4 separate regions of the Mus musculus genome follow, and all the other regions are linked to region 1. Evidence: chromatin contacts called from public promoter capture Hi-C data. All regions are on one chromosome and are shown on one strand. The core of a region is the stretch at or near the end of the contact, and the rest is flanking DNA. Distances in the headings are between cores, read along the strand shown. Region 1 holds the start of Herc1 (HECT and RLD domain containing E3 ubiquitin protein ligase family member 1). Region 2 holds the start of Parp16 (poly (ADP-ribose) polymerase family, member 16). Region 3 holds the start of Ints14 (integrator complex subunit 14). Region 4 holds the start of Pdcd7 (programmed cell death 7).

Evidence for each region. Promoter capture Hi-C pulls out the DNA fragments that hold promoters and counts their contacts.
Region 2: a promoter capture Hi-C map of erythroid cells shows a contact between it and region 1, with 9 times the contacts expected there. The contact joins the promoter of Parp16 here to the promoter of Herc1 in region 1. A contact is called at or near these places in 2 of 39 promoter capture datasets (cranial neural crest and erythroid cells) and 1 of 115 datasets of contacts at active chromatin or transcription factors (pancreatic cancer cells).
Region 3: a contact with region 1 is called in a promoter capture Hi-C map of liver, with 4 times the contacts expected there. The contact joins the promoter of Ints14 here to the promoter of Herc1 in region 1. A contact is called at or near these places in 3 of 39 promoter capture datasets (erythroid cells, liver and pre-B cells).
Region 4: a promoter capture Hi-C map of liver shows a contact between it and region 1, with 6 times the contacts expected there. The contact joins the promoter of Pdcd7 here to the promoter of Herc1 in region 1. A contact is called at or near these places in 6 of 39 promoter capture datasets (cranial neural crest, hippocampal neurons, liver and 2 more).

What each region holds. Positions count from the first base shown.
Region 1 is chr9:66,345,596-66,351,751 of GRCm38.p6, forward strand. It overlaps Herc1 (HECT and RLD domain containing E3 ubiquitin protein ligase family member 1), which reads left to right and starts at 4,855. Exons shown (of 78, transcript NM_145617.3): 1 at 4,855-5,026. Gm30447 reads right to left here. Exons shown (of 2, transcript XM_006511600.4): 1 at 5,026-6,156; 2 at 4,730-4,923. The coding sequence starts at 5,476. The coding sequence ends at 4,748.
Region 2 is chr9:65,210,819-65,216,644 of GRCm38.p6, forward strand. Parp16 (poly (ADP-ribose) polymerase family, member 16) reads left to right here and starts at 3,872. Exons shown (of 7, transcript NM_177460.4): 1 at 3,872-4,045; 2 at 4,531-4,814. The coding sequence starts at 4,641. It overlaps Gm40527 (a long non-coding RNA gene), which reads left to right. Exons shown (of 3, transcript XR_870869.2): 3 at 1,418-1,617.
Region 3 is chr9:64,955,910-64,962,260 of GRCm38.p6, forward strand. Ints14 (integrator complex subunit 14) reads left to right here and starts at 4,923. Exons shown (of 13, transcript NM_001077631.2): 1 at 4,923-5,029; 2 at 5,785-6,089.
Region 4 is chr9:65,344,758-65,350,432 of GRCm38.p6, forward strand. Pdcd7 (programmed cell death 7) reads left to right here and starts at 1,311. Exons shown (of 5, transcript NM_016688.2): 1 at 1,311-2,251. The coding sequence starts at 1,385.

The DNA.
Region 1 (6,156 bases), core at 3,605-6,104:
TATAAATATTAAGGTACAATAAATATCCTGCCCTTGCCAACATCCGTTTTCCCTGGAGGGGCATTACGGTAGTATCAACATGTTTCAGTTGGGCACCTACCCTTGCAGTTCAGCTCTTCTCTTTCTTTCTTTCTTTCTTTCTTTCTTTCTTTCTTTCTTTCTTTCTTTCTTTCTTTCTTTCTTTCTTTCTTTCTTTCTTTTTTTCTTTCTTGTCTTTTTAAAGATAGGATCTTGCTATAGCCCTGACTAGCCTGAAATGATGTAGATCAGCCTGGCCTCAAACCTGCAGCAGATGCTCCTGCCTCTGACTCTGTCTCTTTAGTGAAAACTTCTGATGCACATAGAGGGATAGACTCCATTCTTGACTGTTTGTTTAGCTTTTTTTCCCCCCATGTACATGAATTGAACCCCTACATTTCTAGCATAACGTATGACTAATAATACATGTTTGATAGTTGCAATAATTATTTTTAGAGTTTTTTCCCCTTTTTTTGTGGAACTATGATTACAAACAAAGTGTTAACAGCTATCTTGGGTTGGGGATGTAGCTCAGTTGCAGAGTGCTTGCTTTATGTTCATAAGACCCTGGAACCATCCCCAGCACTGTGAAAATAAGTAAATCAACAAAATAAGGCAAACCTATTAGGTTTCCTCCCCCATCACCTTGCTGAGTAGAGGCAAGAATTCTGAGTTAGACCACAGATACCACAAACAACACAACACAACAGCTGGATATGGTTATGGTTGCATTTAACTGTAATCCCCAGCACCTGGCAATCTGAGGCAGGGGGATTCCAAGTTTGAGGCCAATCTAAGATACACAACCAAATCTTTCCAAAAACAAACAAAAAACCAAAAAACCAAACCAAGAACCAAAGACATCTATAAATAAGTATAAACAAGCCATAAGCTAAACAACGTAGGTATTGTTACCATGTTTTGGAAATGTCTCTTGGGCTCTCTGTTGGATTACCTGGATTAGGAAGACTGGCCTAAGGGACCAAGCCTGTGAAGTGGAATGTGTTCTCTCTTTACGTGTTTAAATACAAGCCATAGGCAGTGGTGGCACATGCCTTTAATCCCAGCACTTGGGAGGCAAAGGCAGGTGAATTTCTGAGTTCGAAGTCAGCCTGGTCTACAGAGTGAGTTCCAAGACAGCCAGGGCTACACAGAGAAACCCTGTCTCGAAAAACCAAAAACCAAAACCAAAACCAAAACAAAAAAAACCCACAACAACAAAAAACAAACAAACAAAAAAAAAAAAACCCAAAACAAACAAAACAAAAATACAAGCTGTAAGAACAAAATGTTTTTAATTATGATTTTTTTCCTCCATTAATCCTATCTTTCTTCAAAGCTAATAGGTGTATAAAATGACTCCACATCAAAGACCCTTTTCTAATGGCTTAAGAGCTGTGCATTTTATTAGAACAAAGCAGAATCCACAACCCACAACAGAGCAGTTTGCTGAAGTCATTCTGGAGCTGACTTACAGATCATCCTTCACCAGCCTTTGAGCTCTCTTTGCTTTTCTCTCCCTGACTTCCTCCCCTACACCTTTCTTATTTGTTCAGTACCCTGCTGGGTATTGTAATGATCTATTCTCTTCTTCCATTTCCTCCATTGGACCAGAACCTCCTTGAGGGTAGGTGTTAAAGCTTGTCAACAGTCTGTTTAGAGCCTCATACAATGTGTGACCAAAAATAGTTCCTCAGTGGAGATGTGCTAAGTGAATAAATGAAAATGTCTCAGATAATTTCCTACATTCTTTGACTTTTTTTTTTTTTTTTTTGACAGAGTCTTACTGTCCCTTTTGCTGGCCTGGGGTTCTCTATGTAGACCAAGCTGGCCTTGAATGCATAGAAATATGCCTGCCTCTGCCTCTCGAGTGTTGCAATTTCCAGTGTGCACCACCATGCCTGGCTTTTTGACTCTCATACTCTTGGGTAAGGAGTAAGTCCATTTACTCACAGGCAGAAAAGGGGAAGGCAGGTTGCGATTTCCTGTGACAGCAGGACTCTTATCTGTAGACTCCTGAGTTGGCAAGTTTCTGTTTTCAGAGTCATGGTTCAATACATTCTCTGAATCCTTTTAGCCTTTCCCTTTTCCTCCATATTTTTACTCTTCTGATTTCGCTTCCAACTTAGCTATAGCTTTCGTTTTAGAGCTAAGCATAGCTTATAGGCAGATGCGAGATGAAAATGACACATTTTTCTGACTTTCCAGTCCCTGACTGTGGTGCACGAGTACAGAACGTGCCTTGGGAGGCCAATGGTGGCATATGCAAGCAGGGAGAGTTGCCTCTCTGTTGTGGCCATGGTGCACAGCTCAGAGAGCTATCAGGACAAGGATCCATTATGATAGTGAGCCCTTGGCCTTGAGAACACATTTCCATTTTTCTAGGGGAGATCTGAGGTGGTAGAGGTGGGAGGCTGATGTTGATGAGGCTTTAAAAAAGTGCTGATTTGAGTACTTGAGTTTGGAAAAAGTGGTATGGCCAAAGTCATGGTGGAAAGTAGAGTTTCCTTGCTGACATTGATTTGTAATTGTATGTGGGGTGGAGAAATTGCTCAGCTGTTAAAGTACTGACAGTTCTTTTAGAGGACCCAGGTTTGATTCCCAGCACCTACGTTGTGGCCCATACAGTGGTGGGTAATGTCAGTTCCCAGGGGTCTAGTCCCATCTTTTGGCTGTTGTGGACACTGCATGCAGGTGGCACACAGGCATGTATACAGGCAAAACACTTTACACAAAAGATAAAAATAATAAGTGAAAATTTAAAAAGTAGTTGAGTGCTGTTGGACTCAATTATATTTAGTTCTTTGCATATATCTCCTAGGGAGGAAGCTAAATAGAGGGCAAGAGAGGAAATGTCTTTTTTTTAAAAAAAGATTTATTATTTTTAAATGATATCTATGTGTATATGTGCATATCTGTATGGGGGTATGCACATGTGAATGTAGCTGCTTGCTAAGGCCAGAGGTGTCAGATCTCTCTGGAGCTGGAGTTCCAGGCAGTTGGGAGCCTCCTGATATAGGTGCTGGGAACAGAACTCAGGTCTGCAAGGCAGTGAGTGGGAGAGGGAGAGAGTGGGAGAATGGGAGAGGAGAGAGAGAGAGGGAAAAGAGGGAGAGAGAGAGAGGAGAGAGAGAGGGAGGGAGGGAGAGAGAGAGAGAGCACGCAAAATGTCTGGATTCTATAGGGAGAAGCCTCTGGGGGAAGGGCAACCCAGCCCCTGGGCTGCAAAGCTCACATTTGGGGGCAGGGTATGACAGGTCGGAACTGAGGGATGCAGGGAGAATCAGGAGGCCAGGTCTGCTTTGATATGAAAAATATGCACCTCAGTCCCTTCTCCCCAGGACCAAAACCAAACACCTGAGACCATAAAAAGCACTAGCAACAATGTCATCACTCCATGCTAATCTGCCTCTCATACCTAGACTAGAACACACATCTTATACATAGAAGTTTATATGCACCATTAGAAGTTCTATTTAGTGATTATCTCATTATCTATACTCCTCTAAGGAGGAACCCTGTCATAATAACTAATATTCTAAATGAACAGATTAGGAACTGAGGTCCAGGGAAGCCAAGCAAGCCATTCCAAGTCACACACAAAGCTGAGAGTAGCTTTTGTCTTAGGCTAAATTTGTATGATACACATTTCCAATTGAACCAAAGGGGAGGAACTCAGTATGTGGACCAAACTGGCCTCAAGCTCACAGAGATTGCCACCCCACCCAGCTGCTTATACCATGTATGTTTATGTCTTTAGCACAAGAATTTTTTAAAAAGATTTTATTTATAACGTCCCCCCTTCCCCAAAAGCCTTTAGTCCCAGCACTCTGGAGCAGAATCAGGAAAAAGCCTGGTCTTCAGAGAGTTCCAGGACAGCCAGGGCGATGCAGAGAAACCCTGTCTTGAAAACAAAAACAAATTCATGTGTATGTGTGGGTATGTTAACGCGAGTGCAGGTTCTTGTAGCGTTCAGAAGTGAGTGTTGAAGTTACAAGTGGTTTTGGACATCCTGAAGTGAAGTGAAGCCAAGTCACTCTGTAAGAGATAGCCCTCTTAACCGCTCTCTCTCCAGAAAAACCTTTTGCTGAAGGTGGCTACAGTGGTGAGATTGGGAGTCCTTAAGTACAGAGGCATTCAACAATATCAATTCAACATTTGAGCGCCTACATCTATGCTAGACGTTGGGCTAGATGACCAAGTTAGTGTTCTTCCTCAGAGTGCATCACTGTATAGGTCAGGGTCAAGACCTGTACTAAAGGTCAATCCTCCCGTGTTCCTCAGACAGGGCAGAAGTTGGTCAACTTAAACACTTGCTTGGGCGTAAACTTAACCAGCCACAAGGTTAAGGGCAGACTGTGATGGGAGATAAAGGGAGTAGAGCGCCCGGCAAGCAGCCGAGATAAAGGGGTGTGGCCGGCCGCAGCTTTTTCTCTCGGTCCTCGGCAGCCCCGAGGCCTCGGCAGCATTCGGACCCCGATCCTCTTGCAGACTGTCCCGTACTCATCCTGAACACATCCACGCTCGCCTGATCCTTCAGCGCCCTTTGTGAAATGCCCCCAATTGATAGTTCCCTACGGGCACACGTGACTCCGCGAGGACCCAGCGGTTAAGAGACATGGGGCGGTAGAGTGTCCCCAGTACCCTCACAGGAAGGGTCTCCCGGCCGGCGATGTACTCATCGCTTTCCCATCACTGCCTAAGCCGGCATCTTCTCTCCCTTTTCCTCTCAGGTTGCCTCCCACCTCCCGCGCGAGGCCCGGAGGAGGCAGGACCAGCGCTTCTGATCTCGCGAGAGTTCCCTCATAAGTCCCGCGAGACTCGCCTGCCGCTGCCGCTGCCGCCGTCGCTGCCGCCGCTGCCGCCGCCGCCTCTTACGTCTTTCCCTTTGACAAGTCGCCGCCGCTGCAGCAAAAATATAAAGGACGCGGCTAGCGCGGCCGCTGGCCAGCCGGGTGCCGGGTGCTGGAGCCGCACCCCATCGCCGCCAGCTCCCGACCCACGTACGGTAGGTAACACGTTCTCTTTCGCCATCGTGACCTCCCGAGTGTGTGATCGGCTGGCCCGGCCGAGCCGCTCGGGGCCGTTCCGGGGCCGCCCGCCGAGCGGGACTGCTGGCTCCGGGTGGACGGCGGGCGGAGGCCCGAGGAACCCCTGGCCCCCTGGAAGCCTGTTGGAAGCCGAGCCACCTGCCGGAGGGAGGGACCCGCCCCTGAATAAGCTTGCAGTCTGCGCCCCTCAGCGCCTCAGGGGTCGCGTCTGTGACCTTCTCCCCTTTATCCGCTATCGAGCGCGTCTCTCTTAGCTGGGACTGGGACTGGGGAGCGGCTCTCCCATCTCTTCCTCTTGAGGAGAGTCGCGACTCCGGTGCTCCCTGTCGCCGGCCGACTTCGGAGGGGTGGAGGTTGAGACCGTGCGTCTTTCTCCTCGTCTGCGCTTTTGGGTGGGGGCTGCTCATCCTTTCGGTAAACCTTTCTCTGAATCTCTCTTCGGATAAAATAACAATTTCTAAAGCCCTTGCTACCTGGAGCGGAGACGAGGCGACAGTTGTGTAGTCTCCAGGGTGAGAGGTGGATGGTGGTGATGACAGGAGCTAACCCTGGGAACAGTGATGGGTGGCAGGTTCCCAGGAGACACGAGGACAGAAGCTTGGTACCTACCTCTCCCAGGAGGTTATGTAAAGACGCGATGTATGTATGTATGTATGTATGTATGTACTATGCATGCATGTGTATGGTAGCTGTGAAGCACAGGGACAAAAATCTCCATTTGCGTTAGTTTTAAAAATGTGTGTAATACCTTGAAGGTGTATAGGTAATCAAGAGTGATAAATTCCAACGAATTAATAACCCATCTCCAGAGATAGCATTTCACTGTTAATATTTTGATATATTTCTAACAGACTCTTTTGTTTTTTAAGAGTACCTAGCTTGTCCTTGAATGGTACTTCCTTATTTTATGTATGTTCCCAAAATGATTTGTTTTATTTGAACCATTCCTTTGGCCCACTTGATTAAGCCGGGTTACTTGTTCATTATCATTGGCTGTTCCCAGCCGTCACCATATTTCATTGTGTCTTCTTTCAAAATGATTGTTGCTCAAATAGCTTTAAAAGTCAAACCTTAACATTGTTCTTTT
Region 2 (5,826 bases), core at 2,622-5,121, 1.1 Mb before region 1:
CTGAAACAAAACTAAACATGAAAAGCAAATAGAAGGGCAACAGGACTGACTGCAGAGGGGGCAGAGGTCACATGTGACAGGCACGGCCTTCAAAGTCACTCTTATGAATAAGGAGCCAAAAGAATATGATTAAAGGACAGCACTGTCAAAAAAAGTATATAACTGGAGGAAGAAATTGTGGTGTTTTGTCTGAGGTCAGCATGGGCTGCAAAGTCCCAGGCCAGCCTGGGCTACAGAGTAAAACCACAAAGAAAATCCATGAAGAGTTTGTACATTGTTTTGCTGTTGCCATGCGTTGTGGCATTGTGGCGAATGCCTTTACTCCTAGCCCCATAACAAACAAAACAACAGCAACAACAACAAAACAACCTGCTAGGTTTCCAGGAAGCCCAAAGAACTTCAAGTAGCATTAGTGCAAAAGTTTATAAAGAGACACAGCATGGCAAAGATAACAAGAGAGAATATTTTTAAATTTTTATTATTATTATTTGTTTGTTTGTTTGTTTTCAACTCAGTGTAGCCCTGGCTATTCTAGTATTTGTTCTGTAGACCAGGCTGGCCTCAAACTCACAGAGATCAACCTGCCTCTGTCTCCTGAGTGTTAGGGTGAATAAATTTTTAAAGATTTATTTTAAAATTATTATTATTAATCTCTGTGTGTGTGTGTCTAAGAGAGAGAGAGAGAAAGAGAGAGAGAGAGAGAGAGAGAGAGAGAGAGAGAGAGAGAGAGAAAGAGGCACCCAGAGTGGGACAGAGAGAGTTTATGTGCACCATGTGTGTGCAGGAGTCCTTGGAGGCTAGAAGAGGGCATCAGATCCCCTGTAACTAGGGTTACAGGTAGTTAGGAGCCACTGTATGCTAGAGCCTGTTCCTCTGCAAGAATAGCCAGTGCTTGTAACCACCTGAGTCATCTGGTGGAAATCTTGAAAGCAGCATGAGAAAAACAAACCTGTCACTAGGCAACCTGAGTAAAATTTACTGCTGACCCTTCAGCGGAAACAATGAAGAAAGCAGAGCAGAGGGGTGACATATTCACAGCTCCAAGGGGGGAAAATCAGCAACAGAATACAGATCAGTAAGCCTTTCAAAGGATCAACAGCTGGAATACACTTTCCAAGACATCCTAAGTGGTCTGGGATGTGGCTTAGAAGTAGACTTCAGCCAGAGGAAACCCTGGGTCCACTCCCCAGCCCTCCTAGAGAAAGCAGTGTTGAGTGCTGAAGTGTAGATATACAGCGGTCAGCATGAACGTACAGGTGTGGGGTAGTTCTGGGCTGGCCTCAGAAATGTCTACCAGTGGTAACTCAAGTTCATAAAAATGAACTAGAACCAGAAATGATAAGATGAACATAACAAAACTGTAAGTATATACTCACTGTTGTTCTCTCTCTGATTCATTGGTATTTTTTATTTTTAGAAGAACTGTAAGGACTGGAGAGATGGCTCAGTGGTTAAGAGCACTGACTTCTCTTCCAGGGGTCCTGAGTTCAATTCCCAGCAACCACATAGTGGCTCACAACCATCTCTAATGGAATCAGATGCCCTCCTCTGGTATGTCTGAAGATAGCAGCAGTGTACTCACATACATTAAATAAATAAATATTAAAAAGAAAAAAACTGTAAAGCCCTTTCTGTTTTCTTACGTGTATGGGTGTTTTGCCTATACGTATGATCAAGTACCACATGCATGCCTCGTGCCTGAAGATACAAGAAGACAGCATTAGATTGTCTGGGACAGCAGTTACAGAGGGTTGTGAGCTGCCAAGGGGGTGCTGGGAATTGAACCTAGATCCTCTGGGAGAGCAGCCACTAACGACTGAACCATATCCCCTAACCTAACCACATCTCCAGCTCCTTTATTTTTAATTATGTGTCTCCACAGAGCTAACATGTACTCCACATGTGAGGGCACTGCCCATGGAGGACAGAGGTGTTAGAGTCCATGGAAGTGGAGCCACTGGCTGTTGTAAGCCTCCAGATGTGGGTGCTGGGAACTGAGTTCAGGTCTTCTGGAAGATCAGGAAGCTTTTTAAATCACTGAGCCATCTCTCTGGTCCTTCATTCATTTTTTTAAAGATTTATTTATGTTTGTGAGTACACTGTAGCTGTCTTCAGACACACCAGAACAGGGCATTGGATCCTATTACAGATGGTTGTGAGCCACCATGTGGTTGCTGGGAGTTGAACTCAGGACCTCTGGAAGAAGAGTCAGTGGGTTTTTTTTTTTTGTTTTTGTTTTTGTTTTTTAAACGGTATTTTTTTTTAATTAGGTATTTTCCTCATTTATGAGTCAGTGTTCTTAACCACTGAGCCATCATCTCTCCATCTCATTAATATTCTTTAAAAGTACATTTATTATACTTATGTGGCAGGAGAGGTGGTGAGAAGGTTTTCTCAGAGTGAGGGTCATGCGATATGCCTCAGACATGCAGCAGGTACCTTAGGGTTCCAGATGCTCCATGGGGCCCTAGGGGCCCCAGGACTTGGGGTGCTGGAGGGGTTTTATTTGAGGTCATAGGCTCTCAGACATTTTGGTGATTCCAAATCAGCCCAGGCCTTACAACAACCATTACCATTTGGACTCCTGGGGGTGGTTTGCATCATTGTTTGGCCTGGGAAGCTCTCTAGGGTCTGAGAATATAGTTCTGCCTGTCTTCCCTCCCGAAGTCTGAGGAGCACAGGGCCAGGTCCCATTCGGATGCCCAAGAAGGGGGTGATTTCTCAGAGAGCAGAGCCAGTGTGTGTGTATGTTTATTTATCTAATTAATGGTTGTTTTTGTTTTTGTTTTTGTAAAGTTTTGTTTTGGGGTTTGTTTTTGTTTTTTTTGAGACAGGGTTTCTCTGTGTAGCCCTTGCTGTCCTGGGATTTGATCTGTAGACCAGGCTGGACTTGAACTCAGAGATATGCCTGCCTTTGCTTCTGGTGTGCTGGGACTAAAGGCGTGAGCCACCACCTCTCAGCACGTGTGGGGTCTTTAAAGGGGACTTTTAGTCTAACAATTCAGCACTGGTCTTAGATTTCTATGTGACCAGAAGGCCAAGTGCTTTTTTTCTAGTGAGGTCTTGAAGAAGAAGAGGTAAAGGGAATCTGTTCTTACATTTTTTATTTTATTTTATTTATTTATTTTGGTTTTTCAAGACAGGGTTTCTCTGTATAGTCCTGGCTGTCCTGGAACTCACTTTGTAGACCAGGCTGGCCTCGAACTCAGAAATCCTCCTGCCTTTATTTTAATTTTTTAATGTATTTATTTTATGTATGTGAGTACACTGTAGCTGTACAGATGGTTGTGAGCCTTCATGTGGCTGTTGGGAATTGAATTTTTATTTAGGACCACTGCTTGCTCTGGTCAACCCTGCTCGCTCAGTCCCTGCTTGTTCCGGCCCAAAGATTTATTTATTATACATAAGTGCACTGTAGCTGTCTTCAAACGAATTAGAAGAGGGAGTCAGATCTCATTACCAGTGGTTGTGAACCACCATGTGGTTGCTGGGATTTGAACTCAGGACATTCAGAAGAGCAGTCAGTGCTCTTACCCGCTGAGCCATCTCACCAGCCCTACATTTATTTATTTTGTGTATACGTTCACATGTGGGCACACTTGAGCCTTGGTGCAGGTGTGGAAGTCATAGGACAAATTGCTAGAGTCACTTAGCTCCTAACATATGGGATCCTGGGATAGAACTCAGGTCGTGAGGACGGACAGCAAGTGCCTTTACTCGACCAGTTGCTGAGTCATCTTGGGGTCCGGTCTTTTCCCTTCGGCAGGGTTAGGTCATTGTTCTCCCAGTGCCTGTTTTCCCGACTTCCTGTTAGAGGCCTTCGAAGGAGGAGGATCCTGGGAAATCTGAGGTCAGACATTTGAGCAATTCAGAGAATTGCGGAGGCTGTAAGGTAGAGAGGAAGGTCTTTGGGTCGGCTACAGTGTCTTGAGAAAGTATTGTGTCACTCCGACCTTCAGTTTTCCCTGGGTATCAAGTGGCTTCTTGTGTGCAACGTGTCAGCTCCAGAGGAAACCGATTTATTCAACAGGTGGCAATTCCCAAGGTGAGCGAGGCTGGCTCAACCCGTGGAGCCAGGACAAAGACAATTCCCCGGGGCGGGTCCCGGGGCGGTTTCCACTTGGGGCGGTGGCGAGGATGACTAGCAGCCGCATTGGGCACCTTTGCCCAGCACCCGGGGCAGCTGGGATCCTCCGGGACCTGTGGGCGGGCGCGAGCTGAGCAAGGGCGCGGGAAGGGGCGGGCCTGGGCCGGGTGGGCGGAGCGGCGTGAGAGCGGCGGGCGGGGAGGTAGGCGGTGGCTGCTGGCAGTGTGGGGCGGCCAGGACTGATCGGCCGGGTCCCCGGGGTACTACCCACGCCGGGTGCAATAGCGACAACTCCATACCGGGGACTCCGGGACTGGCGGGACCCGAGAGGCGACTCTCCCAGATCCCGTGTTTCCCCGCACTGAGCGACCGTGCCCAGTGTCCTGCAGAGGACGCTCGCCGGCGCGTTCTCACCAATGTCAATTTGTCACCCCTTTGCCTAGCTCCACCCCCCGGGCTGGAAAACCTGGCAGCAGACGGTCTACGGTCCCCCGGGCCCAGGCCCCGCGCTGCCCCTCCTTGTCTCCTCCCGGCCACGCGCTACGAGCCCGGGATGCAGCTCTCCAACAGGGCAGCAGCCAGGGAGGCAGCGAGCCGCGACGTGCTGGCTGCGGACCTCCGCTGCAGCCTCTTCGCCTCGGCGCTGCAGAGCTACAAGCGGGACTCGGTGCTGCGGCCCTTCCCCGCCTCCTACGCCCGCCACGACTGTAAGGACTTCGAGGCCCTGGTGAGTCCGTCCTGATCCACCGTTGCTCGCTGCATCCTGGGCCAAGTGGCCCTGTGGAACGGCAGGCAGGAGCAGCTCCACCCGTGTTAGAAAACACGCCAATTCCCTGGACTTCCCACCCAGCCTGGCCTTGGGGAAGGTTCCCATCAGCAAGAACACTCCTAAACACCCTCGTGCAGACACACTGCCAGGTCATTCGGTGGCTGCTTCCTTTTGTCAGTGACTTAATCCCAGGAGTGATGGAATAGCTACATAGTCCTCCACAAAACGCTCTAGTGTGGCCCTAAAGGGGCGTTGATCTGAACCAGCTGTTCTGCCTAGATAAGAAGTTGTCCCTCCCTCTGCAACTAGTTAGACTTTGCCCTTCAGATGAAGTTACATATTAACAGTACTTATATAAACTGCCACGCAGTGCACATAGGCGTTGTTACTTTCTGATGATTTATAATTCGGAGTGCTGGGATGGATTACAGGTTTCAGCACTTCGCATGACCCATACATAAATCATATAATTTCTTTAAGAGTTAGGGTATTCCAGATGTCAGTTATCATTGTAATCCAAATATTTGGAATTATCTGGAAAGATATAGCTTGCCAAAATTGACTCAGTGAAGAAAATAGAAAGTCTCCAGTAGTGGTGGTGTACACCCACAATCTCAGCTCTCAGAAGGATGAGGCCGGAGCACAAATTTGAGGCTAGCCTGGGCTATAAAAAGAAACAAGCAAACAAACCTTTGCGCCTACCTGCGTCAGTGGCAAGTTCTATTTCAAATACAGGAGTAATACATGATTACAGTTTCATAGAAATTCTTCCAAAATACTGAAAATGTAGTTAGATATGGTGGTAGACAAACATCTGTAATCCCAGCCCCTGGAAGGTGGAATCATTCAATTAATAGTTCAAGGTCAGCCTCAGCAATAAATCGAGTTTCTGTACAGCCTGGATTACATAAAACTATCTTGAGCAAAACAAGAAAGCAGGAAAGAAAAAGAGTTTGGAATATCCTTGGTA
Region 3 (6,351 bases), core at 3,673-6,172, 1.4 Mb before region 1:
CGGGCTCTTCTCCCCTGAGCCATCTATCCGGCTCCTTATTTTGCCTTATGTACTTTTAAAGATGCTACTAAGGAGTTGGGCAGTGGTGGTGCATGTTTTTAATCCCAGCGCTTGGGAGGCAGAGGCAGGCAGATTTCTGAGTTCGAGGCCAGCTGGGTCTACAGAGTGAGTTCCAGGACAGCCAGGGCTATACAGAGAAACACTGTCTCGGGGAAGAGAAAAAAAAAAAAAAAAAAGAAAAGAAAAAAGATGCTACTAAGGTTTCACAAGACTGAGTAGCCAGAGTGACTAGGTGAAGAGGAGCCAAGATCATAAGGACCTTTAAGATACTTTTCAAAAAACATAATGTCCTGAAGAAAGAGATTCAGTTCTTTTTCTTACAGAAATGTGGCAATCTCCAATTTTCCTCTGCCCCCACAAAAGGACCCCTTTACTTTCTGCCTGTCTTCTTTCCATATCTAGCGTCACAGGAAACTGGCGGGGCGGGGCTTGTCGGGGCAGGGGCGGGGCTTGTCCGGTGGTGGATAAGGCAAGGTCCTGTTTGCGAAGTAAAGAAGTTCTCTGGAACTGGAAATGTATAAAAGCGTCTCTTTGTTCAGTGAGCCTGTCTGTGGCTTTAGAATAGAGAGCAGCTTTGTCAGTTTCTCAAATGCTCCGAGAAAGACTGAAAGAGGATTGAGAGCAATTAAAGAAAGAGGCCACAGTCTCTTCGTGAAGCACACTGCTGGGGAAAAGAGACACAGAGGCGGAGCCTGGCTTAGAGTCTTCAGAGGCATAGCAATAATTTCCAGGTTTGGGGGCTGGGTGGATGGCTGCGATGTGCTTGTGCACAAACATGAAGACCCAGACTTGGATCCCCATCAGCAATATAAAAATACAATGTGGCAACACAAGTGTGTGACTCCAGAACTGGAGAGATGGGTAAATGTCTTATGGGAGCTCAGTCTTGCCAAGCAGTGAGCTCTAGGCTCAGTGAGTCACACCATCTCAAAAACATTACATGAAGAGAAACTGAGGAAGACATCCCATGTACACTCCACATATGTACATACATCATGCACACCAAGATTTCAATGTTAGATTTCAATGATCCAAAGAAACAAAACATTTAAAAAGTGGAGTGCATGAGATTACTGGATTTTTGAAAGCTAACAGGAGGATAATAAAGGTTTATTGTTAATTATTTTTAATTTGATAGCAGCAGTATAAGTATGATTTTTTTTTTTAACGAAAAAGTTCTTATGTGGGGGGGATTTGGAGGGACGGCTCAGCAGTTACGAGCACTGGCTATTCTTGCAGATGGCAGGTCGTCACCACCTGTAACTCCAGTCCCAGCGGATCTGACACACTCTGCCAGTTTCTGCAGCCTTGTCTCTCCTCTGTAAGATGGAGATGGGATCTCTTGAGCAAACTGCCTGGCTGGTGAACCAAATTGGGAGCTCTGTGCTTGACTGAGAGACTATGCCTCAAAAAGAATAAGGTGGAGAGTGACTGAAGAAGATTCCTGACATCACCCTTGGGCTTCAATTCCACATGCACTCATAAGAACATATATTCATGCATACACAGCACACACACATGTACACATGAAAATGATAAAACAGACACAATTCTTTTTGTTGTTGTTTTTTTTTTTTTTTTTTTTTTTTTTTTTTTTTGCGCTTTGTTTTTTCAAGACACGGTTTCTCTGTATAACCCTGGCTGTCCTGGAATTCACTCTGTAGACCAGGCTGGCCTCGAACTCAGAAATCTACCTGCCTCTACCTCCCAAGTGTTGGGATTAAAGGCTTGCACCACTACTGTTCGGCCAGTCATAATTCTTATATCTAGAGCTATATATCAAAATGTTTCTGGATAAAATGTTAGTTGTCTGGGATCTCCGCCAAAATATTATGCTGGGAAGAAGTAGGCTGTAAATGAAATAAGATTGAAGACTTAACAGTTGACTGGTGATTTGCTCTGCCATTCCTCCATCTTTGTGTGTGTTACTCTGTGGTCTTTTCCTTTTGGGGGGCCTAGGGGAGGGGTCTCACTGTGTATCCCTGGACTCAACATGTAAATTAGGCCATCCTGGAAACCAGAATCTGTGGGTTCTACCTCCCAGGTGCTGGGATTAAAGGTGTGTGCAGCGCCATGCTGGCTTTTTTTTTTTTTTTTTAAGATGGGGTTTCATGTAGACCAGACAGACAGACTGTCTCTGAAGTTAATGAAGTCCATCTGTAGTTGAATTTCTGATCTTCTTGCCTCCACTTCCTGAGTGCTGGGATTGCAGGAGAGTACCACCAAGCCTTATTCATGCAGGGCATGGGACCCCGGACTCTGAGCACACTAAGCAAGCACTCTACCATTGAGCTACATCTCCACCTCCAGAAAATTTCTTGACATTTTTATTTTGTTGTTGTTGGTTTTTTTGTTTTTAAAGAGAAGGTCATATCTCAGATTTCCCTAGATTTCTACTTCGGTGGAAACAGTGTGATGAAGAACTGGTAGGGCAGAAGGGGAGAGGGTGGAACTTGGGCAAGAATTAAGGGTTGTTCAGGAGGCTGGTGAGATGGCTCAGTGGGTAAGAGCATCCGACTGCTCTTCCAAAGGTCCAGAGTTCAAATCCCAACAACCACATGGTGGCTCACAACCATCCGTAATAAGATCTGACTCCCTCTTCTGGTGTGTCTGAAGACAGCTACAGTGTATTTACATATAATAAATAAATAAATAAAAAACAAGAAAACAAGAACCTCTTTTAAAAAAAAAAAGAGTTGGTCAGGGCCAGGCTAGATGCAGCGGGAAGGATGATGAGGGCTAAGGGCCAGCACTGGTGTGTAAGAGCGGGGGAAGAGTGGAAAAGGGAAATGAGCCCATGGCTCCCCCTCTCTTCCTTTCTTTGCACTTTTTCTGTCTTCACTACTTACCCTTCCTGTCTGTAGATGAAACATCTCATCTTGGGGACTTATTCAAAAAGCCATAAAATTCCAGTTCAGCTCACGAGGCACAGGAAAGAAACTACATTTTCAACAAGTGCCTCCCAAAAACTGGGTATCTAGAACTCCCTGTGAACCCCTGAGAGGGGCTCACATTTGTCACTAACCTCCATTTTACAAGCACACTATGGCCAAACCACTCCACCTTTTCAAAGCCTGTGTCACAGCAGTTCACTATTTTAAGTCAGGAAATAAGAGGTGAGATATTACAAAGCGATGTTATTTATTGGTTTCCTTTAAAGTACGTGTGGGAACATGTGGACACGGGATCCTTTGGATGGGAAAGTTAAGGCTTGAAAGCCATCTCCTTTGAATTACTCTGTCTCTTGTCATTGATGTTCTGACTTTATCGTCATTGAACAAACTTCTGATTTGGAGCCAATCATGAGGTCCCCTCTCGATGGTTCTGTCTTTTATCATCAGTTTTAACAAAATGACTTGCTGGGCGTGGTGGCACACGCCTTTAATCCCAGCACTCGGGAGGGAGAGGCAGGCAAATTTCTGAGTTCGAGGCCAGCCTGGTCTACAAAGTGAGTTCCAGGACAGCCAGGACTACACAGAGAAATCCTGTCTCAAAAAACCAAACCAAAAAAGAAAAAAAAAAAAAAAAAGACTTATTCCTTTCTACGTCACCGAAAAGCCAGCTGTTCAGCAGAACGAGGACGACGACAACAAATCTGAACACCTATCAGATCATTAAAAATGAGCAAACTAATTAACTTAAGTTTAGTCTTTAAGGTCATAAACCAGACCATGTATCTAAGCTGGCCTAGAACAGCAATCCATGGCTGAATCATCACCACAATAGAGCAACTAGACAGATAACTCCTCTGTCTGCATAGTCTTGGCCAGATCTCTCCCATTACGGCTAAGTAATCAGGCTATATATTCTTACTTACCTAGAGCCCCATAACTGTTCAAACATAGCAAGGTCTTTTGAAATATTGAAACTAGCCTGGTTGGAGAAAGATGTCCTGCAGCAAACAAAAGCTAAGTCTACAGGCCATGCGGCCTTGATATTGGTTCCCCAGAGTCTAGTGTTGGCTTTCTCTGCCACCTCTAATAGAAAGAGGAAACATTAAAGAACAACAAACACTTTCCCACGGAGCAAGTTGTGGTAAGTCAGTTCTAAGAGTTTCCCTTCCTTATCCCGCTTGCAACCCATAAGCTTAAAGAAAGCCATATGCCTAAGACTTTACAGGGAGCTCTGTGTTCTCACTTGTAATTGCTGTTGTGAAGTATTGGTCTTTGAACCATAACTACCCAGCGTTCTGTTAGCATCCGTTGAGGCCTACTACTAACTGACATTCTCCAGGCCCCTACAGCCCACAGGGTTAGCAAGTCACCTTTTGCCCACCTCACCCTCTCATCCCCGCCCAGGAACTCCCTGAGGCATATGCTATGCTAGGGACACCTGGTGGAGAGAAGCAGGCAGGGACCCTCAAAGCCTTACATGGAATCCTAAAAGCAAAACCTTCAGCACATCTCAGGCACAAAAGCAATAACTGAGTCACGCTTCTGCCGGTCTCAAAGTCAGGGTAGGGAAATAACGTGGTACTAAGATCTCAATGCAACTTAGACTCAGGGCAGCCAGGTGCTTACAGTCTGAGCACTCAGCCGGGGATTACAGTTTTTTAAGAGTAGGAAGAGCATCCTACTGTTCTGTCGGTGTGACTGAGAATTCTGAAGAAGAAAAGCAATGACAGAAATGTTAGACACTGGCCAGGGGTCTACAGGTTAATAAAAAGGCAAAGCAGAGATAAATGGAGGGAGGCACCCAGAATGGGGTAAGACAAAGGGGGAAGGGCCAGAAACCCCCCGCAGGGCTCAGCCTGGGAGGAAATTGGGGCTCCGTGGGCAAGAGACAGAGGAGGAGCACCCCCTAGCGTCCCGGGAGAGCCACAACCCAGCGCCCGTGGGCTGGAAGCCCCGCCCAGCCCACGCTATTCGCTGCCTCCGGGTTCCCTTATGTCGCACGGCCCTTAAGTTCCGGCTATGGCGCGCGGACGGAAGGTTTAAGCGGACGGACAGAGGCTGGAGATGGGCTCCGGGTAAGTCAGGGAATGTGCCTGTTGAGGGCTGTGTTTCGATGGCGGTTGGGGTTACAGGGGAAGGAGTGGAAGGAACAACACAGGGCGGGCGGCGGACCTTCTCTGAGGCCCGCGTAGGGTGGCGGTCTCAGGGGCGCTGGCTCCAGGGCCTGCGACAGGCCTGCCCTCTGTGTGGCCCGGGTCTTGTAAGCAGCAGGATTCCGCGCTTGGGGCCGTGTTTCTTCCTCCCCTGAGAGTCTTCCGTCCCTGGACCCTGAGACTTCCGTCCCCTCTTTCCCCGAGAGTTCCATACAACAAATGTTTTGGGCTCGTTTTAAAGGTAAAGGTCTATTCTTCAGTTGCAGTCTTAAGTGAACTCTGCTGCACTTCAGGCTACCCATTCAGATATTAATCATCTGAGAATTTAGAGGAATTCGTAGGGCAAGCCAGAGCGACAGAAAAGCCGACGTGTATGCACTTAGAAACTGAAGTGGAGCTTTGAGAGATTCCTGAGCGTCAAATTGCTATGAATGGGCTAATGATCCCCTTCAGAGTAGAACTATAAATGTAATTGATGGCTTTTAGAGCAGTCATGTGGCGAGGATGTATCATCAGGAGTAGACTGTCCAGGAGAAAGAAAACCCTTGGTTATCTGAAACATTGTAAAATGGTACCAATTGGAAAGGCTGAGGGCGGTGTGGGGAAATTTGATCAGAGTCAGCCCAAGTGAGAAATACATCGTGTTATCTACTAATGAGAGATCTTTTATTTTTCAGTTTTGTGGCTAAGCCCAGACTGCTTGAGTGAAACAGCCTTCAGGGACGTTCCATTCTTTCGTTTATCCCAGTGCTTACAACCCAAAAACAAAATTGGATTGCCACAAGTCGGCCACGGCTGAGGAAGTGCACTCGGGCCCTGACACAAATGCATCAGTCAGGAGAAAGAGCCAGCTTCTCAGGTGTCTTCAGAGAAGGCCAGACTGACAGCTGCGGTCACCCATTGCAGTGCTAGCAGCAATTTCATGGACTGGAAGTGCTTGTTGGTACTTGATCCAGAAAACTGTTTCTCAATCTCTTAAGAGGTGAGGGCGTGATCATCAGCTTTAAAAACCATAAAGGCTTCCGTGCATAAATGTGACCCACAAGAGCTGGATAAACTGCACCTGAGCAGAAGTGCAGGACTCCCTGGTGGCTCTGCTTAAATAAGAAAGTGTATTTTTGTGTACAGAGTTAAAATTTACAATGTATTTTCCTAATGAATTAATGTATGTTGTATTAGGGGTAGTTCATTGGTTATGTTGAGATTTTGATGAGCACCTGCTGTGTGCCAGATGTAAACCTGAG
Region 4 (5,675 bases), core at 61-2,560, 1.0 Mb before region 1:
TTTTGGGTGCACACCAAATCGGGAATTGAGTGGGGGTTTCCCCACTAGGTTCTATCAATATGACATATGGACACTGTAACATCTATCTCTCCAAGACCACCTAGCTTCTCTTTGTGTTTCTGTGTTTTACACCCTGCATTCTTTCGACCCCCAGCAGACATACTGCAAATCACTAGTACCTGCTGCTTCCATCCTGTGTTCCTCTCATAACTTTTTGTTGTCTTTCAGATCTTAGCCGGAGCTTCAGACCGTGTCTCTAGTCCCTCTAGAACGTTAACAATCATCAGGATTTCTGAATTCAAGACTGAATTGGAGAGGCCAAACCTACTCCATCTTGGGACCAGCCTCCATCTTCAAGAAAAGAAAAAAGCAGAACTCAAGCTGCACCAAAATACCAGAAAGGACCCCATGGCTTGTCCTTGGCCAGAGTTAATCCCTAGCTACTTCCTAGCAACAGTTAATCAAAGATTAGTTTGATTGTTTCAGATGTACTTTCAAACTGTTTGTGATCAAATGCACGATTCAGGGCACCCAACTATTGGCTTATAGTCATTCTATTAGATGCTTGCCAGACTGGACAACCCCTCCCTCGCTTTGAAAGAACCTAGTGGGGAAACCCCCACTCAATTTCCATTCGGAGCGCACCCAAGAATCACGAACAGACAACCATCTTGATGTAAAAGCATGAGGTAGTTTAATGACGGAGCTCCGGGCCGACATATATCTCCCTCAGGAGACAGAGGTGTCGACCACATGGTGGAGCCATAATGGCAGAGCTCCGGTTCGAAACGTATCTCACACAGGAGACAGTGGTTTCGACTCTGACGCTTGGAAGCTAGGGATTTTTATAGAAAAGGGATGGGGCTGGGGGAGGAATTGGCGAGGTTTCACATGATTGGTTCATTTAAACATCAACAGACTGTCAGAAGGGCGGGAGATAGGGGGGCATGTCCTGGCCTGTTCTGCTATGTTCTCAGCCCCAGGTTTCAAAGCTCACAAACAACTCTTTGGGCTATTTGACATAAATTACATGAATCACATGTCTCAAGTTTTATTTCCTTTCAGCTTTTATTTTTCTATAAAAACTTGTTCTACTGAGGGTTCAGGGCTGCTCCGCCTTCTCTTTCTGTCCTGCTGTGTTAAGGTCGATTTGGAGGAGAGCCCGAGCCTGAGCCCGAAATAAACCCTAACATCGGAGACGGATCCTTGGTGGTTTGGGAAGGTTCAAGCTTCCTGGCACGACAAACCAAGGTCCTGCACTACGCCTCGCTTCCGGGAAGTGAGTCAAGCACCGGTCGCACGTTATACACGTCACTTCCTCCTGGAACCCGGATAAAGAAGTTCCCAGATTACTGTCACTGCTCCCAACCGCTGCACTACAGACATGGCTCTGCCACCTTTTTTCGCCCAGAGCCGTCAGGGACCTCCCCCTCCGCAGCCACCGCCTTCCGCTCCATTCGGCTGTCCGCCCCCGCCGCTGCCCTCTCCGGCTTTCCCGCCGCCCCTTCCCCAGCGACCCGGCCCCTTCCCGGGGGCTTCCGCCCCCTTCCTCCAGCCTCCGCTGGCCCTGCAGCCCCGCGCGCCAGCCGAGGCCTCCCGCGGCGGTGGCGGTGGCGGCGCCTTCTTCCCGGTGCCACCCCCACCGCTGCCGCCGCCGCCGCCGCAGTGCCGGCCCTTCCCGGGGCCCGACGCCGTCGAGCGTCCACGGCCACCGCCTCCAGGTCCCGGGCCGCCCTGGAGCCCGCGCTGGGCGGAGGCGCCGCCGCCGCCCGACGTGCTCGGAGACGCGGCCCTGCAGCGCCTGCGTGATCGGCAGTGGCTGGAGGCGGTGTTCGGGAACCCCCGGCGGCCCGGTGGCCTCCGGACCCCGCGCACACCCGCCGGGCCCAGCCTGGGTGAAGTCCGCGCGCGGTTGCGTTCCGCTTTGCGTTTGGTGCGGCGGCTACGCAGCTTGGGGCAGTCCCTGCGCGAGGCTGAGGCCGACGGAGCAGCCTGGGCCTCCCTGCACGCTCAGGCGGCGCCACTACGAGCGGAGCTAGCGGAGCGGCTGCAGCCGCTGGCCCAGGCCGCCTATGTGGGCGAGGCGCGACGGAGGCTGGAGAGGGTCCGGCGCCGCCGGCTGCGGCTTCGTGAGAGGGCCCGGGATCGGGAGGCTGAGCGGGAGGCGGAGGCCGCGCAGGCCACGGAACGGGAGCAGGAGATTGACCGCTGGAGGGTGAAGTGCGTGCAGGAAGTGGAGGAAAAGAAGCGGGTGAGAACCAGTATGCGCTCGGTGGTTGGAGCTGTGGTGTCTGGAACTCGAATCTGCGTGCTAGTTAACTTGTATGCTTATCCGCGAAAGCTAGCCTTTGCCACTTCTTTGCTCTGTATTCCTTGTTGACGATGTGTGGTGCATAAAACTCTAGAATTTGGACTATAAAGTCCCTTAAACACGCGACAGGTTTACACTGGTGCATTTCTGGGAGGACACACCTCTTGTGTCCTGCTTCAAAGTTGGATCCACTTACTGAAGATGCAGAGCAGTATCTTTTATACTGTCCTAAAGCATGCAAATGTAGAGGACTTGGACCACACCTAGAAACCTTTATAACATAATTGGCTGATGAGGTTGATAATAGTTCTCTCCCGGGTTCATTTGTTTTGGTTTGATACTATGAATACCAGTGTATCCGGTGGAGTGGGTCTGTCTGGATCAGGTGTTTCCAGGTACTTGGCCTCTTACTCAAATGATTGAATTAAGGACTCACACAAAATTGTAAAAATAGCAGGAAAACTATATTCAAAAACAATGCAGTAAGTAGCAAGTGCAGATTAGAAAGGAAAACACTGTCAACAGATTGGCAGCCACAAGGCCCATGAGATACTCCGGTTATTTTTGGAGAGTGTGCATAGCCCGGTCCCACTGGTCTCTCAGGTTGCTGTGCTGTTTTGTCCATGCCTTCCTTACCCCTGTTCAGTACTCATATCTATAGTAGACACTACACTAGTGTCCTGCACACAATCCCGAGGAATTCATTACCCTAATTTTACAGACTGAGACTTAAAGCAGCTAACTTGACAGCAGTCACACAAGCCTGTATACCAATATTACCTCAGATTTAGTCCCAAGTTGTATGACTTCAAAGCTTGTCTGTCTCATGTTCTTCAGTAGAACCCGGGAGAAAGTAGGATTTGCCAAGTGTAGGTTGAAGACATCCTCATTTCCTTTGAATGCTATTACTATTGTTATTGTTGTTTCAGAGTTATTTATTTTGGGTTTTGTGATTGTTTTGCCTGTGTGTGTATGTGCACTGCATATGTGCCTCCTGCCTATGGGGTCAGAAGAGGACATTGGATCCCCTGGAACTAGAGTTACAGATGGTGATGAACCATCTGTATGGGTGCTGGGAATTGAACCCTGGTCCTTTGTAAGAGTCACAAGTGCTCTTAATTGCAGACCCATTATTCTAGTTTATATATATGTTAGTTTTATTTATATATACATATATTTGTTAGTTTTTGAAAATATAATTACATAATTTCCCCCATTCTCTTTCTTCCCTCCAGCCTCTCAATGCATCTCCCTTGTTCTCTCTCAAGTTCATGGCCTCTCTTTCTTTACTTATTGTTACATGTATACATAAATACAACCTGACTAGTACATTTAATGTTACTTGTATGTATATGATTTCAGGGCTGACCACTAATAATGAATTGAGGTGCTCATCCCTGGGGAAAACGGTTTCTCTTGCTCTCGGCGTTTCCCAGTTGCCCATAGTTGGCTGAGGGTCTTGGAGCTGCTCCACTTCTGTGCTAGCATGTCTGTTGGTTTTCAGGTGTTGTTGTTTCTGTGCTAGCATGTCTGTTGGTGGTTTTCAGGTGTTGTTGTTTCTGTGCTAGCATGTCTGTTGGTTTTCAGGTGTTGTTGTTTCTGTGCTAGCATGTCTGTTGGTGGTTTTCAGGTGTTGTTGTTTCTGTGCTAGCATGTCTGTTGGTGGGTTTCAGGTGTTGTTGTTTCTGTGCTAGCATGTCTGTTGGTGGGTTTCAGGTGTTGTTGTTTCTGTGCTAGCATGTCTATTGGTGGTTTTCAGGTGTTGTTGTTTCTGTGCTAGCATGTCTATTGGTGGTTTTCAGGTGTTGTTGTTTCTGTGCTAGCATGTCTGTTGGTGGTTTTCAGGTGTTGTTGTTTCTGTGCTAGCATGTCTGTTGGTGGGTTTCAGGTGTTGTTGTTTCTGTGCTAGCATGTCTGTTGGTGGGTTTCAGGTGTTGTTGTTTCTGTGCTAGCATGTCTGTTGGTGGGTTTCAGGTGTTGTTGTTTCTGTGCTAGCATGTCTATTGGTGGTTTTCAGGTGTTGTTGTTTCTGTGCTAGCATGTCTGTTGGTGGTTTTCAGGTGGTGTTGTTTCTGTGCTAGCATGTCTGTTGGTGGTTTTCAGGTGTTGTTGTTTCTGTGCTAGCATGTCTGTTGGTGGTTTTCAGGTGTTGTTGAGACAGTGCTGAGGGCCCTTCTGCCCTTCCTACTTTGTACAGTCAGCAAGCACTCATTTTAGGTAGGGTTTCTAGTGCTGGGATAAAATGCCATGAGCAAAAGCAACTTGAAGATAAGGGTTCATCTCACTTCCACATCCACATCCCAGTGTATCATTAAAGCCAGTCAGGGCAGGAACCTGGAGGCAGGAGCTGACACAGAGGCCATGGAGAAATGTTGCTTGCTAGCTTGCTCTCCATGGTTTGCTCAGGTGCTTTCTTATATGCCTAGTACCACCTGCCCAAGGGTAGAATCACCCACAGTTTTACTGGGCCCTCCCACATCAGTCACTAATTAAGAAAATGCACCATAGGTTTGCCCAGTGGCCGCTCTGGTGGTGGAGCTGGGGATGGCTTCTCAATTGAGTTTCCTTCTTCCCAAAGGACTCTAGCTTGTGTTAAGTTGACATAAAACTAGCCAGCACAATCTCCCTTTTTCCAGTGTCTACCACTGCCCTATAGGCCAATATGGCATTGCTGGAAAGTGTATTGATAGATTTAGCATTGTACCTCAGGAATGTCAGCACAAGGGAGGCAATACTTTAGTCTGAAAAAATTTAGTCGCCGGGCAGTGGTGGCACATGCCTTTAATCCCAGTAATTGGGAGGCAGAGGCAGGGAGATTTCTGAGTTTGAGGCCAGCCTGGTCTACAGAGTGAGTTCCAGGACAGCCAGAGCTACACAAACAAACAAACAAAAAAAGCAGTAGATCCAGCCAAGGGTAGTTTTCCTAGCAGAAGACTGAAGGCATGGTCATTGGCTGTAATGCTGGAATTGCAGGCACTTATATAAGACAGATGGGAGAGAGAACTAAGTGAGCAGATGAGGATATGGAAGGCAAATAAATCCTAGGAAGATTGGCCTCCTATGTGTGAAAGATGATTGTGTGGAAGCTGTCTTTAGGAGCAGTGAAGGGCAAACTTAAGAGTATTACTTAAGAGGCATTGTAGAGTCCTAGGCTTTTCCAGTTCCATTCCTTACCCTCCTTGGGAGCCGGATCTTTCAGGACTGTTAATTTGCATTTTTAGAGTTCCAGGTTGACAAGGTAAATTAGATTCAGGCATTCCCTGTACCATCCCTTAGGAAACACTGAGGAACAAGGGCTCAGTACAGACACTGAAGCTACTGCAGAGAGGGTCTCCTTAAGGAAGGTTATGTGGAACTGGGTGGG